Regions from separate parts of the Bombyx mori genome. Here region 1 is linked to region 2. The links are chromatin contacts, called in public Hi-C maps. All regions are on one chromosome and are shown on one strand. Each heading gives the region's core, a stretch centred on a gene start, on an enhancer-like site or on the middle of the called end of the contact. The rest is flanking DNA. Distances are from core to core; before and after follow the strand shown. Region 1 overlaps LOC101742433 (protein kinase C and casein kinase substrate in neurons protein 1). Region 2 holds the start of LOC101742433 (protein kinase C and casein kinase substrate in neurons protein 1).

Region 1 (3,702 bases), core at 14-2,513, 96 kb after region 2:
TAAAACAATCATACGAAATACTTAATACAAATACTCTATTTAAAACATTTATTACAAATATTTATTTTACAACTCAACAACTCAAACCGATTATACGAGTATAATAAAGCCTTCGTCAAACAGAACGCGTAATTAGCGCGCGTCAGAGCGCTAAACTGACGCCGCGCTACGACGCCGAGATGTGTTGTACTAATATAGTAACATACCGTCAAACGGAGCCCCAGCGCTATAAGTACGCAGCGCTATGTCGCGGCGTTAGGACGCTTTGACGTAAGGCGTTGTAATTTTTTACAAATTTTATTTTAGCGTCCGAGTGAATGTGTATTAAAATACTAGATAATGCCCGAAAAAATTATATAAATAGTTAGAAAATACCCATGCATATACATACAATGCCACATCTGAATCACTCGATTTCTTAATACTTTTAAATTTTCACACTGCTATCGAAAGGCACTATGATTTAGCGAATGCGTTGCGTCAAGAAGCGTTAGACTCATCTAGTCAATTTGAAGAGCGCGACGTTAAGTACGCGGCGCTAAGTACGCGTTCTGTTTGACGAAGGCTTTATATTACCGTTAAAATTGGTTTAACAACTACAGTCTACAAGAATTCATTTTTTACAAAAGCATGCCTTTCAAACGCCAAACTTTAGATACTTCTATTTAGATAGATTTTCATTCGTCGTTATCTAGGTGAATTGTTCAAATTCGTGCATTGATTTTGATAGAATTGGTTTCCTGTCACCTCGCGTAGGAAAACCCGTTAATGATTTAATTAAAAACACGATTAAAGAAGCATTAGGAATATATAATCAATTTAGTGGATAATATATAAATTAAGATACCTACGGTTTTAATAATCGTGAGAAATTCAAATTTCGTGCAGGCGTATTTCAATTTTAATAAACACATTTAATCGAATTAAATTTTATCGAAGGTTTTGAGTGCTAATTTAGATAAAGGATTATAAATAAAAACGAAACTATACGAAAAAAACTACACAAATAACATTTATAAATACGATTCGAAGATTATATGTATTAATAAAGAGAAAATCACTGTCAATGTCACGAAGATACGAAGCATCGTACATACATATGGCACTTATTCGTATGAGGCCAAAGGTATAGTTTCATGAACGTAATTCCGCAATAAGGACGAACCGGACACGCCAGGCTCGTTTTACGAAGTGTACTCGTTGCGGGCGTCAGCGGCGATAGGACGCGTGCTGTCGTCCGACTTGTGGACGCGTTGTCTGCGCGCCGTCCGCGTGGCTCCATCCCTAGCCGGCTCGTATCGCCCCACGGCGTTCTTCTATACCAACCCGCTAATGGTACGAAACGACACCGCCGACCGCACGCACACACCAGCTTAAATCAAACGTACGGGATCATTGTTGTTAATGTGTGCGTTGATGTGAACAATGTAGAGGCTAGGTAAGTACAGCGGTGGTCAGAGGCAATAGCACAAAACTCGCAAACGAACGTTAAGAATTGGAAACGCACGAAATGGTTTTGTGGAGGCACAAGAGTATACACCGTGGATGGATGGCGCGTTATATACAATAGTTGCAACACATAGCGAAATCACAGCACCCCTCCTCCGAGGTGTTCCACGGCAGTAAGGCGGTTGTGTGTAGTACTTACGGTGAATAGAATAGAATAGCGATCATTGAAAATACGCCATTGTGGAACCATAGTTCAAAAAACAGTTGGAACTTTGATAAAATTTGTTGAATGTATTTTAGAATAATACTTTACGTAACACGCGGATTCACTCGCGTTAAATTCAGAAAAAATGAAGGCACATTTTTTTTTCGGAATAAGGAGTTGCTTGTATTATTCTCGCCGGATCTTCTCAGTGGGTCACAATATCGATGGAGTGGTAGATTCTGCGAAGCACTGCTGGGGCTAGTGTTTGAAGATTTTCTCAGGTTGAGCCCGTGAGCTCATTTACCCGTCCGCGCATATCTGGAATAACTTCTTAGGTTACCAGCGAATAAGTAAAGAAAAAATCTCAAGCTTATTAAGTACCGGTCCAAGCACGTGCGTTGCCTGTATGCGATGGCAGATCAGTTCTGGATTGGAATTATCTAAAATCAGCTTGCAACGAGCGCGAAAAGGTTATCTTATTTTTTCATTCGGTATTCGCGACGCGAAGACACAATTAGGGCTACTGTTAGGGTTTCTTTTCGTCTTTTTTAGTCATATCGACGTTACGTTTTCAATTTTCATTTACATTTTTGTCGTTAAATCTATCGGACGGATAGCTTAGGAGAGAGATCCCGTGATGAATGATGAATAAAACTACTAAATAGAAAATTATTCGAAATTGCAATATTTACTTTGATTAAAACAAAATTTAATATTTTATGATTTTAAATTCAACCCTTTTAGTTAGGTATGTTAGTTCCTACGCATGATTAGTAGTCACAGATCCCTATTAGAATTCTTCTACCTATTAGAAATCTTCTCTTCATTTAGCTTACACTATTAACGTTCACTAGCTTTGGATGGACGTGTTGTGGATTGTTTCTAATTTATTATTATTTTTATTTGTTTTTTTTTTACATTATGTTGAGTTCGCATAAAACGAATCGAAAGTTTGGACGAACTAACGAGAATCGTACTGCAAGAAACTAAACTTTAAATAAATTGAGTGAACAGTCCAAAGTTTCGTTTCGTTAATACCTGTGACCGCTTGTGATCGGGTGTGTCGGTGACTCAGGAGTACACCGAGGAGTTCCGGGACATCGCCAAGGGCAAGTCCAAGGAGAGCCTGCCCACCGGACCGATTACGTTGCTCAATCAGCGGCCAGTCAGCGAGGATGTACGTTTCACACACGCTACGTCGCTAACACGTCGCATAAGCATGTTAACGAAATCGCGACTAACTAACTGCCATCGAATGTACCGACTGACTGATAAACAGTGAACACCTCTTGTATAAACCTCTTGTGATTACTGGTGGTAGGACCTCTTGTGAGTCCGCACGGGTAGGTACCACCGCCCCGCCTATTTCTGAAGCAGTAAATGCGTTTCGGTTTGAAGGGCGGGGCAGCCGTTGTAACTGAGAAATTAGAACTTATATCTCAAGGTGGGTGGCGCATTTACTTAACATCAGCTGGGCTTGAGCCCGTCCACCCATCTAAGCAATAAAAAAATAATTACACTATACTGTGTCAATAAAGAGGGATCTATAAAAAATGGCAACACCAGATTTTAATATTCTATTCGCCGAACTGGCAACACTAGATATAGTGTCAACACAAAATCCCACAAATACACGTGCTTATGCGTCGTCGTCGGTGCACAGTCCTAATCCTAAAACGTTTGAGCGCAGTTTGTATTTAATAAAAAAATAATATTAAAAAATAAAATTTTAATATTAAATACAAACTGCGATCAAACATAATATGTAGGATTTAAATGAGAATGAATATATGAGTTAACTAATATCGGTTGATAGTTCTCCTTAATATAATTTTCTAAAGCATGTTGTTGAAAGAATCGGGTCTAGTTTCCTGTAGTCGTAGTCTATTGGTGTTGAGGTCATTCTCATTTCGATCTTCTTTAGAAATAAGCTTTTTTTATTTATTTATTTTCATAATAAAATATATTTTGTCTTAATAGATGTTGCATGATGGATGTTGCTTTGAATAGAAAGCATTTGGCATGTCATCCCCTGACAGCAGATATGT
Region 2 (3,788 bases), core at 375-2,874:
TTCTGACTTCCAATACTGCCTGACTGCTGTGGATCGCTACACTCGATGGCCCGAAGTTTGGCCTATGCACGGAATAACAGCAGAAGAAGTGGCGAGCACCTTTGTAGCCGGTTGGATTGCTCGATTCGGAGTACCTGCTGTCATCACTACCGACCAGGGACGACAGTTCGAGTCGGACCTTTTCAGACGCCTTACTAATTTATGTGGTACTAAACGTATACGCACTACTAGTTACCACCCTTGTGCCAATGGGCTCGTGGAGCGCATGCATAGACAATTAAAGGCCTCTCTGATGTGTTATGATGATTCGTGGTTGAATGCATTACCTTTGGTCTTATTAGGAATGCGTTCGGCTTTTAAAGAAGATCTACAAGCAACAGTAGCGGAATTGCTTTACGGAGAAACATTAACGCTTCCAGGGGAACTGTTAGTACCTCCCGGTCCTTCTGGCTTCGAGGACCCGACGGATTTTGTCGTAAAGTTAAGACAGCGTATGTCTAAATTGCGTCCCACTCCATGTTCCTCACACACTAAACCATCACCTTTCATATTTAAAAATCTTTCCACCGCCTCTCATGTAATGCTCAGGGAGGATTCGGTTAGACGTTCAATGCAACCACCTTACTCTGGTCCTCATAGAGTTATATCTAGAGCCGAGGACGGAAAAACGTGGTCGATTGATGTAAAAGGGAAACAGGTGACAGTCAGTGTCGACAGAATTAAGCCAGCTTTCGTCGAGCATTCTTTAGTAGATCTCGTTCCAGCATCAGCACCGCGGGTTTCTGTGCCTCAACCAGCGCAACCGGATGCTACTAATGTCCCTTCATGTCCACTCGTGCCTTCGGCACCTCTAACTGCTACTCCTACACATACACCTCAATATACCACCCGGTCAGGTCGCAGAGTCCACTTCTCCAAACCTTTCGACCTATGATAATTTTTCTCTTTTTCTGCGGATTCTCCTTCTCCGTAGGGGGGTGGTGTGGCGTTTTATTATGCGTAATCCGGAACGCACGAGATGTGGGAGACAGAATATAGTCTGTGCCACCATACCTTTTGACCGCCAAATATGAAAAACATAAAAATAATTTATAATGAGTTAAATAACTAATTTAATGTAATTACTTTATGCCGCTACAACAATAAAATTTATATTGTTCCAACTGTGGTGTTAATTACATAAAACACGACCAGGCGAAATAAAGAAGGGACTCTATATGCACTCCCTCAATCGGTTTGAATTGTACAAAATGTACTCTGAATGAAAATCAGCGCACGTAAGAACATGATAGTCTCGAGAGGGGCAACTGTCGCTTTCATCTATAAAATTCTGGGTTTTATAAATTTAAATTTACTTTAAAATCACATTTATTTAAATTTATGCTTGATTTAATAACTGAAATGTTTTTTGTTTAAGATAGAAAAATAGTTTAAACAACTTCAGTTTCAAAAACAATTTCGTTACACACTATATTAAGTGACACCAAAGTGACAAAAAATTGTAATCATTCAAGACTAACATCATACCACTAAGACCTAAGATACATTAAGACAATTTTTACTTTTTTATTGGCAAGAAAATCAACATACGTCAGAAAAGTGTGACTTTCCGACTATAGCAATCTGGCAACATTTTATTCAGTGATGGCCGATGTTTCAAGTTGTGCGGAGTGAATAAAGCTTTGCCAAATTTGTGTTAATTCACAAATTTAGTTAAATTCGTTACCTTTGAAGTGTTGAATAATTATCATTGAAACATTATATTCAAATTTGTGAATTTATTGGTGACTAAATTGTAAGTGTTGTTCGATGTAGAATGTTTGTTGTGTCGCTGTAATAGGATCGGTGTAAAATAAAATATTGGATTACTGATCAGGGTTTAATTGATCGTTCTGAATTATCGGTAAGTACATAAACTACTTTTTCATAGTCACATTAGTTTTATCGGACGAAAATCACCGGTATTTGATGCCACGAAAGCTGAACGTTACTGCAAAACTACCTGTACAGAGATAACGGCAAATACTGTAGATTGCGATGAATTTTGATAACGTTTAGCGCCTCACGAACAAAATTATGTTATCATAGTTTTATAATAAAATTCATTTTACACTATTGACATTAACACTGGAGTTACTAATCTCAATGTCTAAGAATGTTCCATGCTCTATTTCCCACTGAAAAGTTTGATATAAATTGAGAAACCGTAGTGAGAGGTATTTACGTACTCGCTACCTCACATTCCATTACAGTTCTGATGAATAAAAATTCCATAGTGGAATATTCTAACAGTTATACAACAAATGCACTTAATTTTCTTTTTTTTATATTCAAAAAAGCATTGTTATTTTTAAACAGAAATAACTTTAGGTTTAATACTAAAACTATAATAGTGTATGTCTAGAGTTCTTATTGGAAAATATTAGACATATCAATGTTAATGGGCTTTATTAATTTCCACCAGGAAAGACAATTGTACTCATTGAATTTCTAAATAATCAATCTGGGTCTTTATTCAAAATTATATGAATATGAATAGTGCTAACCATATTGAAATATAACATTACAGTCTCATTGATATTGCACACAGGAACTCTCTCCTGAGTAAACTGAAATGCATTATTTCTTCCCAGAACAAATAGGTAGTATGATGTTATCCATCTGCAGGCTACCAACACAACAACACATAATTCAGTTGAATAAAAAAAGTTGAGAATACTGATCCTAAGGATTAAAGAAAATGTACTGGTACTAGTACATTACTGCAGGTGGCCAGTGTCACTTACCTGTGTTCTTTGAGTAGTAATTATAAGATCTTAAGAACTCTTAAGTTGATTGCTTACTTAAAAATGATTGCCCTTGGCTGTGAAAAACTATAGATTTTTTGTTATCTCAGGATTCCCAGATAAAGTCGATAAATAAACTTTAATAGTTAAAAAAATGAAGTCAAACAATCAATACCTCTAAGTACTGAATTAATAAAATAAAAAATATTATAATAAAAAAAGACTACATATCGTTTTTGTGATTGTTTCCAATAAATATAAAATTTTGGTTTGCAGATTAATTGTTTTGTAAATAAAACCATACTTTTTATTTATTAAGTGCTAGTTGCAGTTAGTTGCAGTTGAAGTAATACAACTTATGCATTATCATAACTACATATACCATCTCATATTTGTAAAATAAATGTGAAATTATTCAAGTGTGATAAAAATGATCCCTGGTGAGCATACTGTTATGTCCATTTCTAAATGAATGTGCATAATAATTTAAATATACTGCTATTTTTTACCAGTACGAGATCAACCCTATGGAAAGTAAAATTAGTACCTTGTAAGCAGTGGCAAGAAAAAATAACTGTTAGTAACATTTAATCAACAGCCTTATTTTAGAGGAAGGCAACAGATTAGCTGTGCTCCCGGTATTGCTGACTGCCATTAGCGACGGTGACTATTCATCATCAGGTGGGCCATATGCCCGTCTGCCAACCTAGAAAATAAATAAAAAAAGCATAAAATTGTTAAGAAATTGTAAAAAGATATTTAAGTGTAATTTTAGTAATTTTAGCTAATAAAAGTGTTGAATATGTGAATTATTCAACCCAACACATATAGGACATAAGAATATGTAACCTACTTAACAAAAGTTTAAAATTCCAGAAATATGTGGGAATCCTATTGATAATGGATATACAAAGGGAAATAAAAAAAAATCTTATCACATGTTGCAAAGAGCTCAACGCAACATTACTTAAGTAGCAACCTTGTAACCATCTGGATGTTAAT

Evidence for each region. Hi-C and Micro-C count contacts between places; a contact is called where the count stands out from the background.
Region 1: a contact with region 2 is called in a Hi-C map of midgut, with 2.6 times the contacts expected there. The contact joins the enhancer-like site here to the promoter of LOC101742433 in region 2. A contact is called at or near these places in 3 of 7 Hi-C or Micro-C datasets (midgut and whole pupa).

The regions. Positions count from the first base shown.
Region 1 is chr14:6,809,353-6,813,054 of ASM3026992v2, forward strand. LOC101742433 (protein kinase C and casein kinase substrate in neurons protein 1) reads left to right here. Exons shown (of 12, transcript XM_004922611.5): 9 at 2,730-2,831. Among protein-coding and RNA genes, the nearest start is that of LOC119629458, 18 kb to the right of the region's middle. Within about 2 kb of position 1,264, at least 6 of the 8 cell types and tissues checked have open chromatin away from gene starts, as enhancers often do.
Region 2 is chr14:6,712,577-6,716,364 of ASM3026992v2, forward strand. It overlaps LOC101742433 (protein kinase C and casein kinase substrate in neurons protein 1), which reads left to right and starts at 1,625. Exons shown (of 12, transcript XM_004922611.5): 1 at 1,625-1,903.